2 separate regions of the Sus scrofa genome follow, and region 1 is linked to region 2. The links are chromatin contacts, called in public promoter capture Hi-C maps. All regions are on one chromosome and are shown on one strand. Each heading gives the region's core, a stretch centred on a gene start, on an enhancer-like site or on the middle of the called end of the contact. The rest is flanking DNA. Distances are from core to core; before and after follow the strand shown. Region 1 holds the start of HNRNPDL (heterogeneous nuclear ribonucleoprotein D-like). Region 2 holds the start of MRPS18C (28S ribosomal protein S18c, mitochondrial).

The links. Promoter capture Hi-C pulls out the DNA fragments that hold promoters and counts their contacts.
Region 1: a contact with region 2 is called in a promoter capture Hi-C map of fetal liver, with 4 times the contacts expected there. The contact joins the promoter of HNRNPDL here to the promoter of MRPS18C in region 2. A contact is called at or near these places in 1 of 5 promoter capture datasets (fetal liver) and 1 of 47 Hi-C or Micro-C datasets (subcutaneous adipose tissue).

Annotation. Positions count from the first base shown.
Region 1 is chr8:135,800,768-135,806,532 of Sscrofa11.1, reverse strand. HNRNPDL (heterogeneous nuclear ribonucleoprotein D-like) reads right to left here and starts at 4,003. Exons shown (of 9, transcript XR_002346906.1): 1 at 2,771-4,003; 2 at 1,822-1,990; 3 at 1,572-1,733; 4 at 959-1,090; 5 at 714-828; 6 at 17-187. ENOPH1 (enolase-phosphatase 1) reads left to right here and starts at 4,200. Exons shown (of 6, transcript NM_001243830.1): 1 at 4,200-4,460. The coding sequence starts at 4,377.
Region 2 is chr8:135,024,278-135,030,317 of Sscrofa11.1, reverse strand. MRPS18C (28S ribosomal protein S18c, mitochondrial) reads left to right here and starts at 3,599. Exons shown (of 7, transcript XM_003129356.5): 1 at 3,599-3,916; 2 at 4,211-4,374; 3 at 5,096-5,148. The coding sequence starts at 4,275. It overlaps HELQ (helicase POLQ-like), which reads right to left and starts at 4,200. Exons shown (of 17, transcript XM_013989417.2): 1 at 3,667-4,200; 2 at 1,876-2,593. The coding sequence starts at 3,849.

The DNA.
Region 1 (5,765 bases), core at 2,754-5,253, 780 kb before region 2:
AGTTAAATATTCTTACCACTGTAGTCTGCATATCCCTGTCCATATCCATAGTTCCCATAGTTATACCCAGTATAATCATAGCCGCCATAGCCACTATAGTTTTGATCACCACCATAGGCACTATTGTAATTTCCATATCCTTGATCATAATAGTTATTAAATCCTTGGTTCCAGTTTTGGCCCTGACCTGAAACAATGCACAATGATTGTTAGGAAATACCTTCTGACCTCCAATCCTAACATAAAATGATGAGTTCCTGTCTCTCACTCTGCAAAAAGTTAACAAAAGCAGAACGGTCATCTACATTGCTATCTGATCAAGAAAGTATTATCATCAGTTACCATGGGGGGGGGGGTGCGCAGAAAGTCCAATTGTGCCAGCATCAGGCTTCTTAAATTTAATGAAAAAAATCAGGACAAAAACAAAGGTGAAGACAAAGGTGTTTAGGTTTAAAATAAGGACTCTTGCCCTTGAAAACCTACTACACCAAAGTGCATCACCACGTTAACATGACATTTAATGGTGTTTTTTTTTCCCCATCAGCAATGACACCATCAGAGTGGCCATTCTTTTAATAACAAAAATCCACCCACCAAGCTGAGCATTTTCCATGTTGGAACAGTTGACATTTGACTTGACTTTGCTATGGGCCTATTCACATTTGGCAGCTTATAGCTCAGACCGCTGAGGCATTTCCCAGGCAAAGTCTCACCTCGTCCACGACCCCTAGTACCACCTCGTCCGCCAGCTGCAGCACCTCTTCCTCCTTTCTGTTGTTGCTGTTGCTGCCTATACACCTCTTTGGGTTGTGCAACTTTGATTTCACACTATAACCAAAATTAAAAATAGAATTGTTACGAAAGTCGAGCCATTTTTTACCTTCTCAAAAGAGGCTGAGTAATTTCACTTAAAAAAGTGCCTCATATTTTTCATTGAAGAGAGTCAAAATGGCTTTACCTTCCCAGAACCAATTTGATGATATCGGCTTTCTAACAATTTCTTTACTGGCTCTTCGTCTGTGTACGTAATAAAACAAAAACCTCTTCTTTCATTTGTTTTTGTATCCATGGGAAGTTCAATATTTTCAATCTGAAATCAAGATGAACACTCAAGATCATCCAGTATCGGCAAAAAAACTACCAGAAGGTTTCAGAATATGCCTCTAGACCTTTCCAAACTTCAACCTAACACATGACTCTAATGAGGTAGCTTCTGTTTGAGCTGCTACTTTATCATCCACATCAAACCAGAGGGACTTGTTTTCTCGAGCATTCAGAGGGGAGGGCAAAACCTCCCTTATTAATACCATTTTTTTTGCCCAGATGCCACTCGTTATTAAACCCACACCCTGACCATACTAAGGCATCCATCTTTCAGCCAAAACACCTTCATTTCCATTATACCACAGAACGCAGTGATTAAAGGAGGGTGAGGGAAGAGAACTTGAGCAATAAATTAATCCCATCCTCAGCCAGCAGGAGTCTGTTCTGTGAGAACTGGGCCAGGGATGAGCATTATATAAACGGATCTAATGAGAATAAATACATGTAAACATAAAAACACAGCGCACCTCTCCAAAGGCTCCAAAGTATTCTTTGATTTGTTCTTCTGAAGTATCTGGGCTCAATCCGCCCACAAAAACCTTTTTTGGGGGTTCCTTCCCTTTTAAAGCTTTGGCCCTTTTAGGGTCTATCAATTTGCCATCCAGTTTGTGTTCTTTCAGTTCCAAAACCTAGGAGACAAATGTATTTAATCCACCAACGCTCTGACCAATGTGCAAAGAGCACACAAGAGCAGCACAATGCAGAACAGGTTCCTACCTTATCAACACTAGCAGCATCTTTGAAAAGCACAAATCCAAATCCTCTTGATCTTCCAGTGACTGGATCTGTTTTAATTGTGCAGTCTACGACTTCCCCAAATCGAGACAAATATTCAGTCAGATCTTTCTTGCTTGTATCCCAGCTCAAGCCTCCAATAAACATTTTACTAAAAATAAAAGTTTTTTTTTTTTGAGTCAGCAGCAGCCACAACGATTCAGTTCTGAAACGACGTTCACGAAATAAACTAAGAAACGAGCACGGAGCAGCTCATCCCCAGACACGTAATCAAGCCCTTTGCAGACACACACGAACAAGAGACCGTAACGACGCCCCAACTCCATCGAGATCCCCTATTCGCAGGGTGAACAGCTTGCTCTCCACACTGCACAACTCAAAGTTCACACGAGGCCAACGACACGGCGAGGACTGCCCTGCACCGGCAACGCCAACTCTCTAACCGTATCCCGCACAACTTAGGCTCTCCGTCTTCCTCAGCTGTCAAGCCACCGCTCCACCTGAAGGACGCACCGTAACGCGCACCGGGAAGCTGGCACCAGTCGCCCACTGGTTCCCAGACCCAGAGTCCCCCAAACCCTCGCCGGGAGAACCGCGCGGAGCCCCAACAGACGCACAATGAAGGGGCGGCGCGGCCGCAGCGTGCGGCGCAGCGAGCCCGGCCCCTCCCCCTCGGGCCCCACGCGGCGCCTGCGCACTCGGGACGCGGCCGCCGCCGCCCTCCGCCTCCAACCCCCTGCCCTTCCCCCACCTTCCGCGGGCCTCTCGAGACACCCCCCTCCGTCTCCTCCTCTCCTCTTCCCTCCAAGCTAGTGCGGCCCAGCGGGCACGCGGGGCGTCGGCTCGGGGCAAGAATGGGAGCAGCGCGCGGCCCCCGCGGGACGAAGGGCGCGCGCGGGGCGCTGGGGGAGGGGGGAGACGCGTGCGGTACCCGTCATCCTGCTGATTTTTGCTCGCGTTGATCTTGGACCCCTCTGCGAACTCCTCTATGTTGCTGTACTCGTTCATGTCCTCCATGGCGGCGGGGTTGTCGGCCGGAGGGTGCGGGCGCGCAGTCCGAGTCGCGGCAGCGGCGGCGGCGGAGCGTTGTATGGAACTGGATTTAAAATGGCGGCGGAAGAGATCCGGGCGCCGCCTGCGCCCTCCCTTTATAGCCGCCACGCCGGCCAATCGCGAGGGCTGCTGTGCGGTGACGTGGCGCTGGGCCCGGCGCGCCCCCTGCCGGGCGGAGCTGGGAGCGAGCGAAGGGAGGAGCGGAGCGAGCTGCCGCGGCGCCCGCGGCCGCCAATGGGAGAGGCTGCGGGAGGCTAAAGTAGCGGGAGCGGAGGGGAACAATGGCGGCGGCACTTGGGAAAGCCGGGGCGGGACCTCCATCGCGGCCCTCCCGCGGAGGAGTGAGGTCGCGGCCGAGGGGAGGCGGGCTTGGGGAGAGGGATGCGTCAGAAGAGAAAAACGACGGGGCGAGAAGTCCTGGGGTCACGAATCCCGAGCAGCGCCGTCCCAGGGCCACAGTCCCTCTTGCCTTGAGAGCCTTTGTCTCTGGCGTCCGGTCCAGCCCACTCCCAGCAAAGAGCCGCCAACCCCGCCTCTTTCCGCCCTCGGATCCCCAGTGCCGAGCTGCTGCTGCGGCTGCCGCTGCTATCAATGAGCCCCGTGGGCGCGCTGCTCCGGGAAGAGGCGGACTGCGCCCGGCGCCCGCAGCCGAGGTGGCGAGCGCGCCCGCCCGTCCGCCGCGCGCACGCGTGTTGTCCTCGAGCTGCCTGGACCCAGCCGACCAGGGAGCGGGCGCGCGGCGGCCCCTCCGGGCAGCGGCGCAGGACGGGCGCCTCTCCGCTCCGCCACGGGCGCGCGGGCCGAGGGGGCGCGGCGGGCCTCCCTGGCCGATCGCAGGCCCACGCCGCTCGGCTGGCCGGGACCCAAACGGCCTCTGTTGCTGGCTGAGGATGGGAGGAGGGGCGCGGGCCCGGTCGGATTACTGTCAATACGCAAACGCGGAGGCAGTGGGCGGGGAGGGAGGGTAGGTGCCGTAGAGGGCAAGGGGCACTCACATCCCCGGCGCGCCACTCGCGGGGCTCCCGTCTGCACGTGCCCCGGGCCTCTCCCGCTCGCTCTACCAGTCTGCGGAGGGCGCGCGCCCGCGCACCCGGCTCCCGCGTTCGCCTCTTTGTTCCCGCCCACGCGAGGCCCATCTTGACGGATCGGGTGCGAGGCCCTCTAGCGGCCAATCGGCATCGGCGCCAGGGCCTCTCCCCGCCCCCTCGGGGCCCCGGAGGACCGCCCCTTTCCCTACCCACGTGGTCTCGGCCTCCGGCCCCGGATCGCTCCCGAGTTCTGGGCGCCCGTCCTGCGGGTTTCTCTGCTTCCTTGGCCGCGGAGGGGTCCTCTCCGCCTCGTGCGTCGGCAGGGCGCGGTTGCCCGCTCTGGGGTCCTTGCGGGACTGTCGGAAGCTTCGCCCGCTGCTGCCGCCGCCGCCGCCGGCGCCGCCCGCCGCCCTCCCCACCAGTAGGCCGATTCCCGTGGTATCATCCGGTAGGGAAATGGTCGTGCTTTCGGTGCCCGCCGAAGTCACTGTGATCCTGTTAGATATCGAAGGTACCACAACCCCGATTGCTTTCGTGAAGGTGAGGGGCGGAAGGGAGCGGGGAAGTTACTTGTGCTTTCAAACAATGAAGTATTTTAAAGTGTTGCAGACCTCGCCCTGGAGACCGGAGGCGTGGGAGAGACGGTGTGGCTTTGCACCCGCTCTGGGGTGGGAGGACGTAGTCTGCGGCGGGTTGCAGGGATGCTGTGCCTCACCGCCTTGTCTTAACCTTCCCGGGTCCTCGCCTTCCGCTAGAGGCAGGTGGTTGGGGAAGAGATGGAGATGGTGGTGAAGAGGGGACGGAGGAGGGCAGTGTGGCCCCCCCACAGGTGTGCGCCCAGTCGCCCGACAGGTGTGCGCCCGCCTTGTGCCGGGTTGAACCTGGCGAGGTGGTGGCCGCTGTCTAGCTGTCCTTGAGGCTTCTAGTCCCACGCTTCTAGACTGAAGTGTGACTTTTCGGGTAGCCCAGGTATCTTAAAGCAGTAATGGTTGATCTTTGCCGTTTCCCACTCCTGCTTTTAGTGGCCGAACTGCACACTGTGCGTTGCTGGATTAGGCTAGCAAACATGTCTAGATTCCGTTCATTTTCTTCAAAAATGGAAGCCTAAAGTTCTTAGCCAATACCTTCCTCCTAGAATGTCAGTGGTAACCAACCCTTGTCTACACCCAGTTCATAAACCTGTAACTTTGCTTTTTTTTTTTTTTGTCTTTTTGCCATTTCTAGGGCCGCTCCTGCGGCATATGGAGGTTCCCAGGCCTAGGGGTCGAATTGGAGCTGTAGCCGCCGGCCTACACCACAGCCACAGCAACGCGGGATCCGAGCCGCCTCTGCAACCTACACCACAGCTCATGGCAACGCCGGATCCTTAACCCGCTGAGCAAAGGCAGGGAGCGAACCCGCAACCTCATGGTTCCTAGTCGGATTCGTTAACCACTGTGCCACCACGGGAACTCCCTAACTTTGCTTTAAAGCACGTTCCTTTTTAAATATGTTGTATTTGGAAGGATAAATTAATATCAAATATTAATATGACTTTTCAAATAATTCCTTGGGCCTGGTCTTCCCTTTGACTTCTAGAGGTTTAAGATAAAAGTATGTAGCAGCCGTGCTTGTGTGCAATAATAATGAGATACCTTTTGCAAAGTAGGAAAAACCCATCTTCCAAAAGAGTAGTTGTACATTTTTTTAATTTATTTTTATTTTTTAAAATTTTATTTATTTCTTTATTTCTTTTATTTTTGGCCACACCTGGGGCATATGGAAGTTCCCAGGCTAGGGGTTGAGTCGGAGCTGCAGCTACAGGCCTGGGCCACAGCCACAGCAGCGCCAGATCTGAGCTGCCTC
Region 2 (6,040 bases), core at 2,350-4,849:
TCAAATAACCCCAATGCAGGGTGTGTTCTAGTTCAGGCCTGGTCAGAGGAGAGGGCAACTATTTGCCAGCTGCAGACTGAAGTCTAAGATTCCACAGGGCAGGCAATGCTGGCTGGACAAGAGGTGTCACCTGGGACATCAGAAGACCTGAGGTTCTTACTTAGATGTATTCAACATACTTACTGACAGACATTTCTCAAGTCTAATTGGACGTGTCCTTGACAGAACGTATCTGGCGAAACAACTGTTATTATCATCCCTTTTTAATAGATCAGGAAATAAGGCTCAGTGCAAAACTAGTGTTGAAGTGACACGGCCAGAATTTATAACTAGACTGACAACCCCCAGCTGTGGAGAACCTACCAGTGACTCAGGCTCAGTGCTAGTTACCTAAGAAAAAGAGGAGTTAGATAGAGGCCTGTCCTCAGGGTACTCGTTCTGGCAGGAGATGCAGATTAAACAAAGAACAAGGTGCTAGGAGAAAAGCAGAGGCAGGAAAGTTAACAGCTACGCCAATGAGACTAATACCTTTAGCTCCTCAACTGCAAACCTCACAATTTAGAATTTGTCAGACTCTTGGAAATTCTTCTCTTAGACCTTGTTTCCCGTAATCCTACTTCTCCTACCTGAAAGTGTGTTCTCCAGGTGAGAACCCATGTTTTCTTTCTTTCCTTTTTTTTTTGTCTTTTTGCCTTTTCTAGGGTCGCACCTGTGGCACATGGAGGTTCCCAGGCTAGGGGTCGAATCGGAGCTGTAGCTGCCGGCCTACACCACAGCCACAGCAATGCGGAATCTGAGCCGTGTCTGCGACCTACACCACAGCTCAGGGCAACACCGGATCCCTAACCCATTGAGCGAGGCCAGGGATCGAACGGCAACCTCATGGTTCCTAGCTGGATTTGTTAACCACTGAGCCACGACGGGAACTCCGAGAACCCATGTTTTCGTACAGTTCATAAGATAATAACATAGGAGCTTCAGAAGGAATTGTAAGTGATTGATTGATAGGCTTCTTTTCCAGGGTGGCAGCCAAGTGTCCCTTGTTTAAAAGACAGATATCTGAAATATGCGCAAGGACCCAAGATTTTTGAGAAGTGTTATAAGACGAATTATTATTACTACTATTTCTTTGCACTTAAACTCCTAACTTCAGGTGTCTTTAAAGATGTTTAATCAATGGCATTATGGATACTGACTTCTTTTACTCAAGACATCTGAATAGTCAAAAGAATTTCAACTACACGTTGATAGCAAAGAGCCTGTCAAGGATGCATCAGCTAAGAAAACTGAGGAGCAGCCAGCCAATCAGAGAAAAAAAAAAAAACCACGAGTGGAACGTCAAGAAGCGGGTGTTCCAAGAAGGGTCTGGCCCATTGTGTCAGGTAAGCAACTAAGAAGTCAGTGAAGGTAAGAACTAAAAGCATCACTGGGAGTTCCTGCTGTGGCACAGCAGGTTAAGGATCTTGTGTTGCTGGAGCTGTGATGGAGCTCACAGTTGGGGCTTGGATTCAGTCCCTGGCCTGGGAACCTCCATACACCATGGCTGCAGCCAAAAAAATAATAAAAAAATCACCAGATCAAGACCCCCTGGTTATCATATCTTAGGTGACAGCACAGAACCCAGAGTTGGAATGGGCCGGGAATTATTTGAGGTGAGGAAAGGGAGGCAGCAAGGAAAACAGGTGAAGAAGTGTGATCATGGAGGGAGGGAAAAAAGGTCAATAGTAGCAGCACAGGGGTGAAAGGCTCAGAGAGGAAGGATGTTTTCTTTTAAGGGGAGAAATATGACTATGGAAGCATCAGTTTTCGAATGATTTGCACCAACATCATGGTAATGATGGTAGATCTTTTTCTCATTCCAGCAAAAAGCATTACCATATAATTTTTCAATTCCCCTGAACTGAGCATAAAGGTCTCTCACTTTGCTGGGTAAAGAATAAAAAGGACCAAGGTCATCCGAGGATGACGCAATTGTTTTCTTGGCAACATTAATTTCTTCAGATAGAAGAGTCTCTTTGAGCTGTTTAGTCCTGGAAAATACCGATGTGTGGGCCCTGGCATTTCCAGCCATGGCGCTTTTTAAATGATCTTTAAGACTTTGTCTCCTGTTCCCATCTGAACTAGTTCTGACTTTAGAAGAGGAGTCATCAATTTGCTGCGGTTCCTCTATGCTACTAACGGGCAATTCCTCATTCACAGTCTTGTGAGAGGATGAACCCCTATCCCTCTCTTTAAGAGATGGATCGCCCAAGTTATTTGAAGAGCTGTGCAAATGTTCAAAGAATAACATCTGTGAAGAAGGTACATCATACAAAAGATCAGCTTCAGGTTCAGTAGCGACATCTTCATGCCCACTCTGGTTCTTTGTGTGCTCCTCTGTTTTTACTCCAGTGAAGTCGCCTACAGTGTTACTGCTGAGGATGCTGTGTTTAATGCTTTCTGAACAAAGATCTTCAGGGGCATGATCTGTAGCATGCTCCTCTTGTTCTGGAATTTGCATATATTTTTGTTCCAGGTCATCAACTTGAGCTAAAAAAGAGTTTTCAGCAAAACTATCATAGTCACCAAACATGTCCTCTTCACTGTCAATATTCTGGAAAGAAAACAAAAGATCTGTGGTCAATTCTAGCTTCATGAATAGGTTTCCGGAGGAGTTCCCATCGTGGCTCAGTGGTTAACGAATCCGATTAGGAACCATGAGGTTGCGGTTTTGATCCCTGGCCTTGCTCAGTGGGTTAAGGATCCAGCATTGCCGTGAGCTGTGGTGTAGGTAAGCAGACTCGGCTCGGATCCCGCGTTGCTGTGGCTCTGGCATAAGCCTGTGGCTACAGCTCCGATTTGACCTCTAGCTCTGATTTGAACCTCCATATGCCGTGGGAGCGGCCAGAGAAATAGTAAAAAGACAAAGAAAAAAAAAAAAAAAAAAGGTTTCGGGAGTTCCTGATATGGCGCAGATGGGTTACCAATCCGACTGCAGCACTCTGGGTGCTGCGGAGGCATGGGTTCCATCCCCAGCCAGGACCACTGGGTTAAAGGATCTGACATTGTCACAACTGCGGCTTTGATTCAGTCCCTGGCCCAGGAACTTCCATATGCCGTGCGTGCAACCATTAAAAAAAAAAAAAGAATAAAAATTTCAGCCAAGGGCTCTCTCAGATACATCGTTACATGGTTATATATGTATCACAGACCAAAATGTAAATCATCCTCTTAAATAGAAACTATCATTCCCATTTTACAAATGAAGAAACGGGGGCGGAGAAAGGTTAAGTGGCATAAACTTGAAAGGCTAGGTTTGCATTTCAGTCATGCCACATGCATTTCAGCATGCCACACTTGCTGTGCGTACAACTTGTATGTCTTGAGGTCTATGTTTTATTTACATGTATATATAAAAAACGGGCCAACAGTGCAATACCTCACAAGTGAGATTAACATCGATAACAAAAACGAGGTGAGCACCTGAACGCTGGCAGATAATTGGGCAGCTGGCGTTTGCACCTGGGAATGGATCTGCCAATTTTTGTTTCAAGATCCACGCCCCCTGCAGCTGGTCGCCTACTCTTCCATTGAGCATGCGCACTGGGAGACCTGGTGTCTCCTCATCCCAAGGGTGGGAAATGGAACAAGAAACTCAGAGGAATTTGAGGGGTGATGGGGCTGTACCTCGACTGGCTGCACGTCCACGGTTTTCCGCCGCCGGCTCCCAGCCACCATTTCCTCCTCTTCCTTCTCATCACCGGGCTTAAGCTCGGCTGCGGTGGGGGCGGCCAAAACGCTCTCTGTGCTAAATCGGTTCCTTTTGCGGACAGACACCCGCCGGCGGATACGGGAACCGCCATCATCCATGGCAGGGGCTGAGGGCCCTCCCCGAACGTCGTCTCCAGTGACCCAGCCGCCAAACCCCAGTAGAAGGGTGAGTGCAGCAACAGGGGAAAGGTAGCAGCAGGTGGAAACGGGGCTCGCGTCTCCATCCACCTTTGGGAAAGACCACCAACCAATTATCGGGGCTCTGGAACCGGAAGCGGAGGCACAAGCATAAGAGCCCGCCCTCTCCTTGTCCAATCGTTAACGTCCCCAGCGGGCGGCGCGGAGTCCGGGTGGGAGTGGAGAACGGGAAGATGCTGCGCAGGCGCATCGAAAACTTCAGCTGCTCTTGGTTCTCCGCGTTCGCCTGCGGAACCTTTGAACCGAGTGCTCGGACCCACAGGGGAAGCACACCGGAAGGGGCTGGTCCGGCGCTTTGGAAAACGGAAGAGGAGGGGCAAGGGGCCATGGCGGCTGTGGTGTCTCTTTGCAGCCGGTTGGGGAGGAGAAAGTCGACAGACTTCGTGAATGCTGCTGTCTGCCTTACGGATCCCGGGACTCATGCAGGTAAAGTCTCCACATCCTAGGCTCCTTTGTAGACTTGCAGCCGTTGGCTTAGCCCTGCTTGGGTCGGTGGAGATGACACCGTTCGCTAATGGACGCCGGTGTCTAGGCCTTAGGTTTCTCCAAGGTAAGTGGGAATCTGTCATGGCCTGTCACTAGTTTTTTAAGACTGAAGAGGACGTCCAGTACAACAGTGATGGGGGGGTTCTCAAAAGGAGGCAGGGACATGCTTACGATCTTCGGGTAGAACTTGATAGGAAGCATCTTCACAGTAACCCCGCAGCAAATTCGATATCCGAGGTCCCAAATCAGGGCGAAATTGTGACATGGGCCCTGGAATCTACCATTTATGCACTTTAATCTACTTTGTGCTTCTCTGCCAAAACCTACTCTCTGTAAGGAGTCTGTTTTCATTTTTCCTTTGCATTAAAATCTGTCTCTACTCCATGAGAGAGAGGAAATAAATTTCAGGAAGAGAACAGGTAAGAGATTGTATGGTGGGGATACATACGCCCTTTCCCCAATGCCCCAGAAACCACACAAAGTCCACTCTGCCTCAAATCTAAAGGCTTTTTTTTTTAAACTTATATTTAACCTTGTTAGTGTAATGAATTAAAAACCTTTCTTTTATGTCATGCCTTAATTCATCTTGCCTCCATAGAAACAAAATATTTAGCTGCTCAGCTATCAAAAATAGTTTGTTGCTGTTTCTGTTCAATTGCAGTGCTGTGGAGAAGTTGTTCACAATATAAACAGGTAGCCAGCAACGAGGACCTTGTAAGTTTTTTTTTTTTCTTTTAATAAGGTGCTTGCAAACATGATCAAATTCTTGTATCTTAACTGTTTGAATAATGTTCAGCTGAAGGAAAAAAACAATCGAGAATCATTAGTCAAGTTTGAAAATTAAAATTTATTGAGTAGTCACTTAAGTGAACTTTGAAGTAAGAGAATTCCTAGCTTCGTAGCAAGAAGGATGGCTTCCCTAACACCATATTTTTCTTTCTAGATATGTGCTTTAGGAATTAAAAAAGGTAGTTTTGGGAGTTCCCGTCGTGGTGCAGTGGTTAGCGAATCCGACTAGGAGCCATGAGGTTGCGGGTTCAATCCCTGCCTTTGCTCAGTGGGTTGACGATCTGGTGTTGCCATGAGCTATGGTGTGGGTTGCAGACGCGGCTCGGATCCTGCGTTGTGGCTCATTGGAAATGAACCTGACTAGTAACAATGAGGACGCAGGTTCAGTCCTTGGCCTTGCTCATTGGGTTAAGGATCTGGCATTGGCATGAGCTGTGATGTAGCTCATAGAAGTGGGTCAGATCTGGCGTTGCTATAGCTGTGGTGTAGGCCGGCAGCTCCAGCTCCAATTAGACCCCCAGCGGGGGAACCACAGTATGTCCTGGCTCTGGCCCTAAAGAAAAAAAAAAAAAAGAAAATTTGAGGAGTTGGAAAAAGCAAATGAACCCTTCTACAAAAACGAAAGAACTCATCTAGTCCCTTTGAGTGTCCATCTTGGTCATCAATTCCTACCATAGTCAAGAGAGTAAAGGAAATTGCCAGAGCTTCTTTTTAGGTCATAAACCCCACCAAGACTCTAATGAGGCTATGTGCCCTCAGAAAAAGGCACAGAGTCCTATTTATTTGAAATTTTGCATACAACTACTGGGCTTCAGGA